2 separate regions of the Oryzias latipes genome follow, and region 2 is linked to region 1. The links are chromatin contacts, called in public Hi-C maps. All regions are on one chromosome and are shown on one strand. The core of a region is the stretch at or near the end of the contact, and the rest is flanking DNA. Distances in the headings are between cores, read along the strand shown. Region 1 holds the start of fbxl17 (F-box/LRR-repeat protein 17). Region 2 holds the start of LOC101164317 (cyclic AMP-responsive element-binding protein 3-like protein 3).

Evidence for each region. A called contact is a pair of places that touch in the nucleus more often than the background predicts.
Region 2: a contact with region 1 is called in a Hi-C map of embryo, with 2.5 times the contacts expected there. The contact joins the promoter of LOC101164317 here to the promoter of fbxl17 in region 1. A contact is called at or near these places in 2 of 5 Hi-C or Micro-C datasets (embryo and fibroblasts).

What each region holds. Positions count from the first base shown.
Region 1 is chr9:7,789,292-7,793,190 of ASM223467v1, forward strand. fbxl17 (F-box/LRR-repeat protein 17) reads left to right here and starts at 1,793. Exons shown (of 11, transcript XM_004072302.4): 1 at 1,793-1,989; 2 at 3,401-3,899. The coding sequence starts at 3,421.
Region 2 is chr9:8,384,585-8,388,483 of ASM223467v1, forward strand. It overlaps LOC101164317 (cyclic AMP-responsive element-binding protein 3-like protein 3), which reads right to left and starts at 1,840. Exons shown (of 10, transcript XM_004072304.3): 1 at 1,708-1,840; 2 at 504-644; 3 at 1-321. The coding sequence starts at 644. It overlaps nim1k (serine/threonine-protein kinase NIM1), which reads right to left. Exons shown (of 8, transcript XM_020705799.2): 8 at 2,013-3,493. The coding sequence ends at 2,735.

The DNA of each region.
Region 1 (3,899 bases), core at 543-3,042:
ATCTCTTGTTCAACTTGTTAACAGAAATTTATTTTTGTTCACCAATATTAAAATGCATATGGTAACTGTTTATCATTTATTTATTTTATTTGTTTTTGCTTTTTTACATTAGTTTAGTTGGCATACATTTAACCAAATGTAACAAAGAAAGGTTTTCTCAGACTGTATGATGAACTATAAATATTCATTATTATTAGGTTAAAAGAAGTCTACAGTAAAGCTATTATTTAATTAAACTAAGATTCAAAATAGATACCCAAATGATTGATTTTTTTTCATTTTCCTACATACAATTATACAAGCTTTGTATTTTTGTTTTAAATTGCAGAAATGTGTTTGAAAATATGTGTTGTTTAGTTTCTCTGAACACACAAATCCTGGGGAAACTGGGGTACAAATGATGTCTTGCAGGACTTTAACAGAATGCTTTCACAGTATAACACTTGTAAAGTAATACATCATAAAAAAACGTGTTTTTTACAAGTAGAGCAAAAAGTGTATGACACACAAAATACAACAATTTCATTTTAGAAAAACAACAGAGATCAGGAAATCAACAGATGTTATTCGTTTCTGGCCACTTTTGGGCAAAGGCAGGGGACATCCTGGACAGGTTGGCAGTCTGTCGCAGGGTCACAGATCACACACCCATACACACAAACAATGACACCTATGGACAATTTAGAGTAACCAGTTAACCTATGAAGCACAGAAAGGTCCCCATTGGTGTTGTGTTTCAGGTCCCACAGCCAGGACTAAAACTGGGGGCCTTCTTGCTGTGAGGCAAGAGCGCTAACCACTGCACCACCGTGCAGCCCTGTAATGCCTTCATTAAACCACATTTCTATTCCTGTTCTTATTTAAGCTATTTAATGTTTCACAATGGGAGTTGGTGGGGGGTTGAGGGCAATGCGTGTTTTATGTATACTTTAGTTATAGATTTTTGCATGAAGGTTTTGTTTCTATTTTTAAATATGAAATGTTTTTTTTCCCACTTGTTATAGTTTGTTGAGTTTGAAGAAGGTGTTTTTATGTTTCTCTTTCTGTATCACCATTTTGTTTGTCTTTTTTCTTCATATTTTTTTGTGTAAAAATGCTTTTTTCATCTGGCACAATTTAGAGTGGATATGTATGTTGTGTGTGGATAACAAAAGCACAATTTTGTATAACTGACATTTGTTAATCCTTGCTCATCTTTGGTTGTGTGTCATTTTTCTATTTACTTCTCTCATTTCTTTCTCCAGGTAAATGTTTTTCTGTTCTTTTATTTCTCCAACGATTTCTCTCTATACATATTCTTCACCATCGTTTAGCATCAAATTCTTTTTCTTAAGGTCTAGAGCCTAAAACAAAAGACATTTCTTCGAATATAAAAGAGGTTTATATTGACGTGCACCTTCCATGTAAACAACATGCATGAACCAGATTGTTAACTGTCCAACACAGAAGCAGCTGGACAGGAGTAATACAACAAAAATACATCTTTATTTGGTTGGTTCCTTTTTGGTATCTTCAGGATGATTTTTTGCATCCTATGAAATTTTTATTGTATCCGATTAAATCCCGGTCTCTCACATTTTATATTTACTTTGTGTATTCAAAGTCCAATTTGCATACTCTCTGCGTGATATTTTTCTTGAAACAATAAAATTACTCCCAGGATTAAACGAGTAATAAATACAAATCTACAGGTGATGGAAAAATGTCACCCTCTTAATCATCTGATCATCAGTCGTCTGGGATTCTTCTACCTGTTATTAAGCAAGTTTGCTGTCGAAATTGTCCTCGCCGGCTTCTGTAGCTCTGCCCCCCTTCGCTGCGGAAGTGTTGTGCTCAAGTGCAGCAGAGCCAAGCTGCTGGAGTCTGAACAGACGCTTCGGCGGTTGTGTGTTTGCGGCCGCCTTTCTCCGTGTCAGCGCTCACCGCTACCGTCAACCCGCGCAGTATTATGTGAAGAGCGTCCGGACGGAGGGAGCAGCGTGTCAAGTGGTGAGAGCTGCTCCATGTTGGAGGAGAACAGCTAGCTTAGCATCTGTCTGATGATGGAGGAGCAGGTTAGCCTCTCAGAGGGCTCCTAGCTGTTGTCTCCAAAGGAGTTTGAAACTGTGAGCGGATATTTATCATTTTGCAAAGTGTGGGATAAGCGTTTGGCTGCTTTGTTTGTGTGTGGTAAAACCCGACCACCTGTTCAGTGTCTACATCTTTGTGTTTGCAGCAGTCGAGAGCAGCAGATGCATGGATGGAGCTCTCGTTGTTTACAGATTCGACAAGGAGGACGAGCAGTTTAGGCATTAAAACCGATGGCCAATTTCTATCACATTAACTTTGACTCACAAAAGTTGCAGTCAATGTCAAAAGTTGAGAAAAACCTGATTGATAAGTCAATTAAGGATTTCCCTTTTCATTTTTGTTCATTGGAAGAACTTAGCAGTTTACAGGAAAAAAGCCGTTTATTTATGGAAACCTTAATCTTGTGTGTAATCAAACATTGTATGCAATATTTAGCTTTAATACACAGTAATAATAATAATAATAATAATAATAATAATAATAATAATAATAATAATAAATTGTCTTTCTTGAAACTCAAGGTCGCTTTAAATAAAATAGTGACATAGTTGAAAACAAACATCAAAGCAGCAATAAAATATACTCTTATAAAATTGGCCAAAGCAGTCATGTTATTATGGGCTGTGGTGAATAGATGGAGAGAAGCAATGTTTCAGAGGTAAGGGAGTGCTGTTTGTTTCACAGCCTTTTTAATTGGTGTTCTTCAGGCTTTGTACAACCACAGTCCAATTTTTAAAAACTGATTAAAAAAAACATTCATTTTATGTTAAAATAAAAAAAATTGTTTATAAAAGGAATTTCATTTGGAAAAGATCTTATTTCCAGAGTTTCTTTTATTTGATGTTTTCCACATTCATTCGTGGAAGATTCCCAGTAAAACCAAACTTTCTACGTGGCCTCTAATAAGCTCTAAAAAGTTGTATAATGTTTAATTCCATTTTTCTGTGATAGTTATACACAACCTGTAATTGTGAATGGAATGATTTACTACTCAGTTCTGTCACATGACTGGACCAATTAACCAAGCCTATATTTTAGCCTGAATGCAGAGTTCTTCTGGGTCAATCAGTTGGCTTGTCATTTATTTCCAGGTTACTGTCAACCTCTTTCTCAAGTTAAACATGAAATCCTCTGCTGACATAAATGTTAACTTAACTTTGCTTTTTTTATTGCCAATGTCAATATTTTTGAAGTAACCCTGAAAAGTTTTTGTCTAAAGATTCAAGAGGAATGATTAAACACTTTTAGTACTTAATTAACTCTTTTTTTTTTCTCTCATAAATGTTATTCAAATGTAAGATTCCCTTCTGTTTCTTTTTCTTTCTCCAAGAGTTACCTTGAATCTTCTATATGGGCCATCTTTTCTCGAAAAATGGTTTACGCCTGAAGAAGAGGACCCGCAAGTTGCAGCACAAGAAGAAGAAGAAGAGGAACTGTTTCCTGCAGGGCCCGTGCATGCTCTGTTTCCTCGTCCACAGCAATAGCAGTGGTCTGGACGACGACGGTGACCATCTGGAGGCCGGCGTGAACGGGTGTTGCCACAACACAATCACCGGAATCAGTGTCGCGCACATTGGGGGCGTCGGCCTCGGACCAGCAGCTGCCTCAAAACTCGCCGAGCGATACGCAACAATCGCCTCACCTGAGGAGTGCTCCAAGTACCTGTTGTCCCCAAGGGAGCTGGGGATCTGGGAGGGCCAGGGGAGGGGCATTTTATCCGCCGTTCCTGCCAAACTGATTCCAGCGCCGGCTCTTTTCCGAACGGCTGGTGTGTCTGTGACTGTGCCCGTTCCTGTGCCTATACCCAACTGCACCGTCGACTACACTGA
Region 2 (3,899 bases), core at 590-3,089, 600 kb after region 1:
ACTCTGAAGCAGAGAGTAGCTGTGATCTGCTCGGACTGTTAGGGCGCCCGGGTTCTCAGTCTGCTGCTCTTCACAGACCAGCATGGACTCAAAGTGCAGCGGGCTGGGCTGAGAGTATGTGGGACTGGGCACGATGTCGCTGTCACTGCCATGTGGACTTGGACACCCGGCGAGATTGTTGTTGCCAGCACCGGTGCTGCTGTCATCAGAAATGCCACTATCGCTCCCCAGGGGAGAATGGGAGGGGCTGAAGACTTTCGTGTTTTCTTCTTTATCCAACAAGCTGGACAAAAAGTCTTCAGTATCCATCCCCGTCAGCATCTGGGGAACAAAAGCAGCCAATGACACTCTGGAAAATATGACACCAATATTACACCTTTGGTTAGCCTTCATTGTTTTTGGTTACCTGACAGTACTACACATTTATTGCTTAAAATATCTGGGGAAAAACATGCAAATAAATTAATTTAAAATAAGTAAATAGAACCTTTAAAAAGTCTTACATCTGGTTCTGAGAGCCAGGACTCAAAGAGGCCATTATCATCACAAAAGAAGTCTTCAGTGGAGCCATTCTCTCCATTCTGGAGCAGCAGACCCAACAGATCTGCTTCATCCATGTCTGAAAGCTCTTCAGGGACTGACATCTATTAGAAAACGAAGACACAGATTGTAACCATTAGTATAAATAATCAGTTAATAAATAAATCCATTCTGCAACCCTTTGTTTTTCTGTAATGACTAAAGCCAAAACGCGACTTGCATCACAATTTAACAATTCTGTAAATTGAAAACTTGCAGATTATGTAGATTAAGATTAGCCTATCAGACATTAAGCGTTTATTGATGTCACTTAGTACCAGAAGGTCACAGCACTCATGGTAATATTTGATCTATTTTGCCCAACCTTTCTGCACTTTGTGATCAAACATTTTGCGAATTAAAAAGATGATAATCAACCCATTCTTGTAACAACAATAATTATTGGGATTTGAATGTACTTCATTTTTCCTCGAACGTCTTCATTGATTGACGGCCATGCTCCTGCTGTTGAACAACGAGGCTTTGACGCATGCTCTCTACGTCTTTTTATTTACACAACCCGTGTTTAGATTACGGTCTTGACAAATAAGGAGCACCTATTTCCGGGATTGCACAAAAGTAAATTTGTCCACGCGGACAACTCTTTTGTTTAGTATGTTTACATCCGGGTATTGCATCACCACTACAGTCCCATGATGATCTCATCCTGTGTTGTGCCCCTCCCCCCTTCCTCTGTCAGTGGGTTTGGTGTTATTTTAATTTTCAAAACAAATAAATAGCGTTTAGATTTCAAGAATGTTTTTGCATTAATTTATTCATATCCTTAAATGTCAAAGCAAGAGCTTAGTTCGGATGCAGAGATTTTTTTACTACTTAAAATGAAAATGAACTACTAGAGCAAAACCTAATGCCAGAGTTGTATCTGTAAAATTATTTGCTGAATACAAACAAAATATTTGTAAGATAGTGGATTGAATGCCTCCAAAAGGCTTTCTTTAAGATTGAGTGCAGAAAACACGTTACGAGACCAACAACGAGAGTGTTCTTCGTTCTTAATCTTCATAATAATCACAAGATACTAACTGAGGGCGTGGCACCTCGAGTTACAATAACTACAAAACTTAAACCTAAAAAAAATGTTTGTCCCGAAAAAGCAATAAGTCTTACCGTTTTTATTAGAGACAAACTCGACTCGACTAACAGCTTCCGGACGTATACAAGGTTCTGCAGGCAGCTATTCTCTTTTGCTAGCGTCTTCGGTCAATGCATTTCCTCCCGAAACCACCTTCCAACAAGGCAAAAAATGCGTCATCACGCAAAAGCGGAAGTGATCTTGAAGACGTGGTCGTTTGGGAACGTCTCTGGGAAATGTAGTTCAAAACTAACCATACATGCGTTTTCCGCACATTATCACACCGCGTTAGTTTATATCACTTAATTTAAATTTTATTATTAAATACAAAGTCTCGAGTCTGCCAAGACTTGTTCTGTTATTTATTTCAGTCAGTACATTAGGATGTAAATGTCAATGAATAATGTAAAAAAAAGAAATTATTGAATAAGAAAAAAAAGTCTAATAAATTAAGAAATTTATTTGCTAGTAGTAGATTATTAAAACTGTTTTCTAATTAGGCTTGCAATGCCAAAACAATATCACGTACAAAGGAAACCAAAGACACAGCAATAACATCTTGTAAAGACATTTGCCATTACATAAAGTTTAAAGTCTTTAGTTTTAACACAAATATTCATGAACAGAATGTATACAAAACTAAGGCATATCGGAAAATTGCAAGTAAGTAATCAAGTCACATTCTGCACAGACTATAAATTAACTTTTGTCTTACACTTTATGAGGAAATTATATTTCCTTAATTTCTACTTGGTTTATTTTATATCTTGTTATAACAGCAAACCTGAGGACATAACAAATAACTTCTAGAAAATTTTAATCAGCATTAAATTATGTTTTATGTATGCTATCACCATGTTTACCTAAATACAGCACATTTAGGATAAGAAAACATCAATAGCACTTACTAGCATCAGAAATAACAAGTTTTATGCGGTGAATGTGACTTATGTCAAACTAAGTCAATTCTTAGCTGTCAATAAAAGCACTTTTTATTTTTTTAAGATAGCTGTGCTATTTTGTCAAGTCAATGAACTTCAAGAATAAAGTGCTACATAATTGTCACAGAATGATACAGAGCTTTGATGTGTGCCGTAAACTTCTGTACACCTTCAGTCTTTCTTTTTTGCTTGCTGTAATTGGAGCAACCTTCCGCGTGACAGCAGGCACAATGTCAACAGCGCGTCTCCTGTGAACGCGGTGAAGCAGGATCCTGTAGACCCCAGTGATGGAACTTCGACAGTCTTTCCCCTGGTTGTTCAGGATGTGCTCCGACGTGATTCCCAATGCTTCCAGTGCTGTCTTTATCTCCAGCTCCTCCTCCCGCAATTCAGACGGATCACTCTCTGCTAGATGGGTTGGGTCTAGGCTGAATGGATCTAAGGAACGTGGAAAGTCGACAGGGAGCAGCCACTCACTGCTCATCATCTGTTCCACAGTACAGCGGTCAGATGGAACGGGCTGAAGGATTCCCCTGATCAACCTCTGGCACGCCTCCGGTACCCAAGTGGGCATAATGTAAGCCCCATCCATGATGCACCTCTTCAGTTTGACCACAGTTTCTGCCCTGAATGGCATGGTACCCGTCACCATAAAGAACAGCAACACCCCGAGAGCCCAGATGTCTACGAAGGCCCCAATGTAATGCTCGTCCCGAAAGAGTTCTGGAGCAGCATAAGGCGGAGAGCCACAGAATGTATTGAGAGTCTCATCACGGTGGCTCAAAGTGCTAAATCCGAAATCCCCGACCTTGACACAAGAGGTGCTGGTGTAGAAGATATTTTCTGCCTTCAAGTCTCGATGGATGATGTTGTTTTCATGCTGTTGGAGATATAGCAAAAAAAAGCATCTAACAACTTTATCCTCTCAACACGTGATGCAGTCACTTCAAGTAACAGCATAGAAAAAAAAGTCTTAAGGTAAATTCAACCGCAAGATAAAGAGCCCGGAAAAACTGTGAAGACAAACATCTAGATTGTAAGAACTGCCTTCAAGAACAGGTTTAACAAACATTTTACAATATGCTAAATTTAAAGCATGTGAATGCAGAGACTTCAACAACAAAACAAAAAAACAAAGTCTGATCATCAAATTATCATTATTGAGATTTTTTTCTACTACTAAAATAACTCCTGGTGGTGGTGAGAACTGCACTGAGTACTAAACATTAAAGTCCCACGTCAATCATGTTTTGACCCATTTAAAAAGTTCCCAGTGGTTCTTAAAC